2 separate regions of the Callithrix jacchus genome follow, and region 1 is linked to region 2. A link is a contact called in public Hi-C data. All regions are on one chromosome and are shown on one strand. The core of a region is the stretch at or near the end of the contact, and the rest is flanking DNA. Distances in the headings are between cores, read along the strand shown. Region 1 holds the start of TBC1D8 (TBC1 domain family member 8). Region 2 holds the start of RPL31 (ribosomal protein L31).

The links. Hi-C and Micro-C count contacts between places; a contact is called where the count stands out from the background.
Region 1: a contact with region 2 is called in a Hi-C map of skeletal muscle, with 6 times the contacts expected there. The contact joins the promoter of TBC1D8 here to the promoter of RPL31 in region 2. A contact is called at or near these places in 3 of 3 Hi-C or Micro-C datasets (induced pluripotent stem cells and skeletal muscle).

What each region holds. Positions count from the first base shown.
Region 1 is chr14:11,009,034-11,012,027 of calJac240_pri, reverse strand. It overlaps TBC1D8 (TBC1 domain family member 8), which reads left to right and starts at 1,562. Exons shown (of 19, transcript XM_035271762.3): 1 at 1,562-1,837. The coding sequence starts at 1,711.
Region 2 is chr14:10,869,674-10,872,636 of calJac240_pri, reverse strand. It overlaps RPL31 (ribosomal protein L31), which reads right to left and starts at 1,484. Exons shown (of 5, transcript XM_003734683.6): 1 at 1,455-1,484; 2 at 972-1,078. The coding sequence starts at 1,078.

The DNA of each region.
Region 1 (2,994 bases), core at 313-2,812, 140 kb before region 2:
CCACAAGGTTTAGTGCTGCTCCATTTACCAGACATGACCTCCCCTGCTTAACCTCCTGTCAAACCCGTATTCATTTTCAAGTTCTGGTCTAGCAACAGCTGTTCTGTTCCTTCCCCCAAGAACTGACCACTGGTCTGCGCATTGCTCTCTGCTCACTGCCCCCTGCATGGGCTCCTGTTAGGAGGCCCACCTCACTTTTCTGACTCATTTTCTTAACTGAGTTCTTCAGGGCAGACCGGTCTCCTAGTTCATCTGTGCGATTCCGGGCCTGGCAGTGGGTCTGCGCAGGAGGTGCTAGTGAACGATTCTGGAGGGAATGTTTTCTTACCGTCCCTGAATGTTTCATATGCCCTAGTGCACCCTAATGGTCCCGATTACCACTGACTTCCTTCCTCCGTTTCATTCAGAGGCCATTTGTTAGTGGCTGCCAGTCCTGGACCATGCTCTCCTGGCCTCTGGGTGGGCGTTCCTGTCCTCCACCCACAGGGTTCTTGCCTGCCAGGTCCGGTCAGGGTTTCTGAGCTGCTCACTTCTGGGGGCGCTTCCCTTAGTTCCCAGGCGTCCTAGGAGGTCGGGGTGATGGTGTGTGTGTGTGTGGGGGTGGGGTGGGGGGGTGGGAGGTGGGATTGACTTTATTTCCAGTTTTCAATTCTGTCCTAGTTATCAGTCATGCTTTTGTCAGGGATTCTTGTGTCAAAACCCCAGGGATGTTTTGATGGGGTTGTTCTTTTCTTCTTTTCCTTGGTAGGGTGTTGAATGTAACTGCTTCCCTGTGGAGATCGTTGGAGGTTCCCCAGCCTGCTCCAGGCCAGCTACCCTGCGTCTGCTTCCACAACATCCTTGAGGAACTACGCATTTAAAACCTAACCTCTTCACATCGCCTACTCCATATTTTCCAGCTTTCCAATTTCTCTCAGAACAAAGGTTTTATCTCTGGCCAGGGCACCGACCGCGATGGCCCTAATATCGGTACCTCCTGGCCCCTGGAGGGACGTCCAGAGCTGAATCTGGTCTGATGCTTTCTTTAGGATCCCAAAACATCGCTGACGCCTCTACAGCGCCGTCGGATCCCCGGGGAGAGCACCCGAAATATGCACCAAGTATTAAAAACGTTGGAACATAATTGTTTTTAATTCTTATGCTATTTTTTGGTTATTTACAATTGCCGCTGCTGCTGTTTTAAACCCAGCGCACTGAGGTTTTCTGGCGTGCATTTGCCCACCTCCCCACCCCCACCCCACGATTGATGCCCTCGGTGGGGCAACTTGCAGCTGTGAGAGGAGTGCTTTTTCCCGGTCCCTCCTCCACGTCTCAGGTCGAGGTCCGGGACCCGGGTTCTCCGGAGTTCCCCCCGGGAGCGCGGCGGGGCGGGAGGGAAGGAGCCTGGCGCAGGATTGGACTTCCTCCCTTCACTCCGGAACTGTGCGCCGGAGCTGCTGGGACGCGGAAACCCGGGAGGCGCCGCCGCAGCCGCGGGGTGGGGGCGGCCGGGGGGCGGGGCCGGGGGCGGGCACGGGGCGGGGTCACGTGTGGGCTGCGCTGGGTGCGAGCTAAACCCGCTGTGCTCCGCGGGCTTCCAGAGCTCTGGGCGCTGGCCGGGCTGCGGTCCCCGCGCGCCCTCGCTGCCTCCTCTCAAGCGGGCTTGGCCCACAGCTGCCGGCGGTCGGGGAGATGTGAGCCGGGACCGGCGGGCGCGGCTGGACCGTCGCGATGTGGCTCAAACCCGAGGAGGTGCTGCTGAAGAACGCGCTGAAGCTCTGGGTGACCCAGAAGAGCAGCTGCTACTTCATCCTGCAGCGGCGCCGCGGGCACGGCGAGGGGGGCGGCCGCCTCACCGGTAAGCCGCGCGCCGGGGCGAGCGCGGTGGCCGGGCCCGGGGCCTCGCTCCCCGTCGGGCCCGCGGTCCCGGATTCCGGGCTGCGTCGCCAGTGGCGATTTCTTGGGAGACGCGGGGCCCAGGCATCCCTGCTGCGGGCTTGTTTTCCTTTTTTCTGCGTTTCTCCCGCGGGCTCCCGTCGAGGTAGTGACAGAGGGGTTCCCGAGCTAGTGCGTTTTCCCGGGGGAGGCAGGCGTCTTCGCCGCCTCTCCCAGTGAACTGGAGGCCGAATTCGGCTCGGGAATCGATGTAGAAACGCGGGCTGGAGGGTGGCCGGAGGGGGCGGGGCCGCTCTGGAGCGACGCGGCTGCTGTGCGGGGCCAGGTGACAGCGGGGTGGCCTGGCCGGCCGGGACTCGGCCATCTGGAGGCGCCCGAGGCTCCAGGTGGTGTCGCGGCTGGGGGCGCGCGGCGGTGTGCGAGGGGCGCAGCTCGGGAGGCGGCGGCGAGCGGGGACCGTCTCTGAGCCCAGAGGGGAAACCGAGGCTGGGCGAATCCTAAGATCGTGATCTTATTTAAAAAATTGAACAAGTCAGTTTTTTCCTCTCTTTCAGTGTTTTACTGGGAATGGTAGGAAAATAAAAACAAAGGCGTGTGAAGTTGATGAAAAGACAGCATTTTTTTTTTTTTCCTAAAAGTTATGATAGAAAGCTCTTTGAAATTGAAGCCAGCTTGCAGTAGCTGGGACACCTGTTTAAAAGGTCAGTGAAGGAACAGTTAGACTTTTTCATTTGTATCAAAAGGACCTGTATGATTTTTCTTTAAAATTTTGGAATCTGAATAAAAAAGACCTTAGATCTCCTGTCTTATTTCTTTTCTACTGAGGAGAAGACAGAGGCCAGAGAGGTCAAAGGACCTACGTTAGGTCCCCTGGTAAGTTGTTGGCGGCTCTTTGTGCTCTCAGACCATCTAGGGAAGGCTCCTCTGAGGTTGAGTCTGGTAGGAGTTGTACCAACACGCCCTGAAACCACAGAACCAAGTGTGAAGGGAATGGCCTTTGCTAGACTTTAGCTTCTGAGGAAGCTGGTGATTGGGTTTGTTAGGGGAGGGCAGACTTACACTGAGACCCAGTGAGTGGGTGGGAGTTGGCAGGATGCTGCACGGAGGGAGCCGAGGGCA
Region 2 (2,963 bases), core at 235-2,734:
CCATTTCAAGTGAGGCAGAGATCAAACAGCCTACAGAGGTGTCCCACCTCTCCAAGACTGTAAACTACTTCCTTTGCCCTATCCTCTCCAGTAGTATATGATGCCATTTCCAGAACCCATCAAGCAAGCTCATTTCACTTAAATACTTCAACACAGAAGTAAAGCGTACTAGAAATAACAGCAGCTGGCAATCCATAAATCCACAGGTTGATTACATAAGCTCTGGAGCTTATGTAAGCAACCTATTGAGTCCATCAGATGGTATCTAATACTACGGAGAAAGACAAACCAGGGAAAGAAGAGAGAAAACATTAGGGAAGGGAAGTTTCTATACGACGACCAAGGTGGGCCAGGTGTGATGGCGGGCACCTGTAATCCCAGCCACTCTAAGCGGAGGCTGAGGAACGGAAGCGGAGACCGGACCACTACACTCCAGCCTGGAGATAGAGCAAAACTCTGTATCAAAAAAAGAGGGCCAAGGTTGACACTGGACTCAAGGTTTTACGGCGACGAAGCATTTAATTATCTGTGAAAAAGCATTCAGGAATGGGGAAAAAAAGTAAAAATTCAACAAAGCAGCTACTTTGAAACAGAAGCATGCCCAGTATGATTAAGTGGGTCAGCCAATGTGGGATCACAGCAAGAACTCTTGATTTCTAACCTAAGACAGAAGGCCGATGGAGGATCTGAAAATAGACATTACATGTTTGGGGGGTAGGGAAGGGAACAGGAGCACGAACAACTGCAGGCATTCAGGTAAGAAAGAATGGGGGCGCTCAGAAAGACCAATGCAACTGGTCAGACTGTGAATGTATCTGGAAGGTAGAGTCCACAGGATTTGTTCACTTGCCAATGAATGAAACAGAGAAGGACACAAGAGGAAAAGACTGGAGTGGAGACGATTCGGCACATCTCTGTGAGTGACAACCAGACGCGAGTTTGCCCTCCAGGGCGGGTACGGGGATACTCACACTCCATGGATGCGCTTGTGAATGTTGATGGTGTATTCTCGGGTCACCACCTCGTTGATGGCAGAACGGCCCTTTTTCTTCTCGCCACCCTTCTTTGCGGGAGCCATCTAAATGCAGGCGACAAGGAGGCTCAGAGCAAAGTTAGACAAGCTCAAGCCAAGTCCTCCCTCCCAACCTCACGCTGTCACTCTCGCGCCGCTTTCAGGTGCTGAGGTCTGGCCAGGCTAAGTCGGGTCACCCAGTGGCCCACGCACGCGCTCTCAGATGCCTCCGACCCGGAAATCCCTGCCGCCCCGGCTCCCCTAAGCCTGGTCACTTTCCTCCTCAGGCTCCGGGAACCCTTAAAAATCAGCGTGTATTCCCATCTTTCCACAACCGGAGCCCCGGGCTGGCTCGGGAGAGATTTCGCGGTCCCAGTTAGTACAATCCTAAAGGAGGATGGGGCTGGATTCCAGGAGCCCAGACTCCGCCACACATACTCACTCTGTCCGGTCCGAGGCGGAAAGAAAGAGCGCGAGGAATTGTGGGAGAAGGAAAGCCGCACTTGCAAGTACAACTTCCGGGTCGCCTGGCAAGGGGGTGTGGCTATGGAAGGGGAGAGACGAGACTGTGACGTAAGCTGCGCACGCCGAAATGGGGACAGCGAGCGGGGTCGGCGCCGGTACGCGCGTTTGGGCCGCAAGCTCTTTTGCAGCTTCTCGCTGAGAGATTCCCTCCGGCTCCGCGAAGGAACTTGCGTCCCTTGTCTAAGTCTTCGGATAAAACCAAAACCTAGGCCTACGCTGGATGGGAGCAGGGCCAGGGAGAGAGACATTCGTTTTTTGTTTTTTCCCCATTCATTCATGCATCCTACCAACACTGACTGAGCCTGCGTCGGGCGCGGTGCCTGGCTGGCGGTCCCAGGGTCACTAAGACACAGCCCGGCGCTGGAGGTCTTGGGAGGGCCAGCACAGCATTGCCAGTGATTGCTGTCCTGGGCCGTGGCGCCACAGGACTCTCGCGTCGTCCCGGTGCACGAGGGTGGGTCGGGTGCAGAAAGGAGGGGAGACTTGTGCGCGGTCTGGAAGCACTGGCAGGAGATATTACTAACTGAGGAGTGATAGAGGCTGCTGCACGTGGAAGGACTGGAGCAGTGTGGCTTCCCAGACTCTTGGTTGAGGGGTGAGAGAGCCTGTGGGGACCTACTCGTTAAAGATTTAACTATTACTGGTAATAAGGAGTAATTGAAAGGTTTTCAGGAGGGCAGCGCCATGATCAGATGTTTTAGAATAAATTTATCTGCCCAAAGTATCGCTTGGGAGTAGTTGGTGGCTACAAGACCACTAGAAATAAGCTATTTACAAAATACAAATGATGAGGGTCCAAACTAAGGCAGTTGAAGCGGGATTGGAAATGAGTGGACTAATTTTATAGATACCAGGAGGTAAAATTAAGAGGAGTTGGAAAGAGAAAACCAGAGGAAATGCGACATTTAAGAGGTATGGAAAGCAGAGGCTATAAGAAACTAGTTAAAAATCATTAGAGCAGTGTGGAAAGACCTGAAAATATTCTAGGCTGGGCGTGGTGGGTCACACCTATAATCCCAGCACTTTGGGAGGCCGAAGTGGGTGGATCACGAGGTCAGGAGTTCGAGACCAGCCTGGCCAACATGACGAAACACCGTCTCTACTAAAATACAAAAAATTAGCCAGGCGTGGTGGTGCGTGCGTGTAGTCCCAGCTACTCGGGAGGCTGTGGCAGGGAAATCACTTGAACCCGAGAAACGGAGGTTGCAGTGAGCCGAAATCGAGCCACCGCATTCCAGCCTGGCAAGGAGTGAGACTCCATCTCAAAAGAAAAAGAAAAAAGAAAATATTCTCGGTAGGGCGTGGTGGCTCATGCCTGTAATCCCAACACTTTGGGAGGCTGAGGCGGACGTATTGAGACCAGCCTAACCAACATGGTGAAACCCTGTCTCTACTTAAAAAATACAAAAATTAGCCGGGTGCGGTG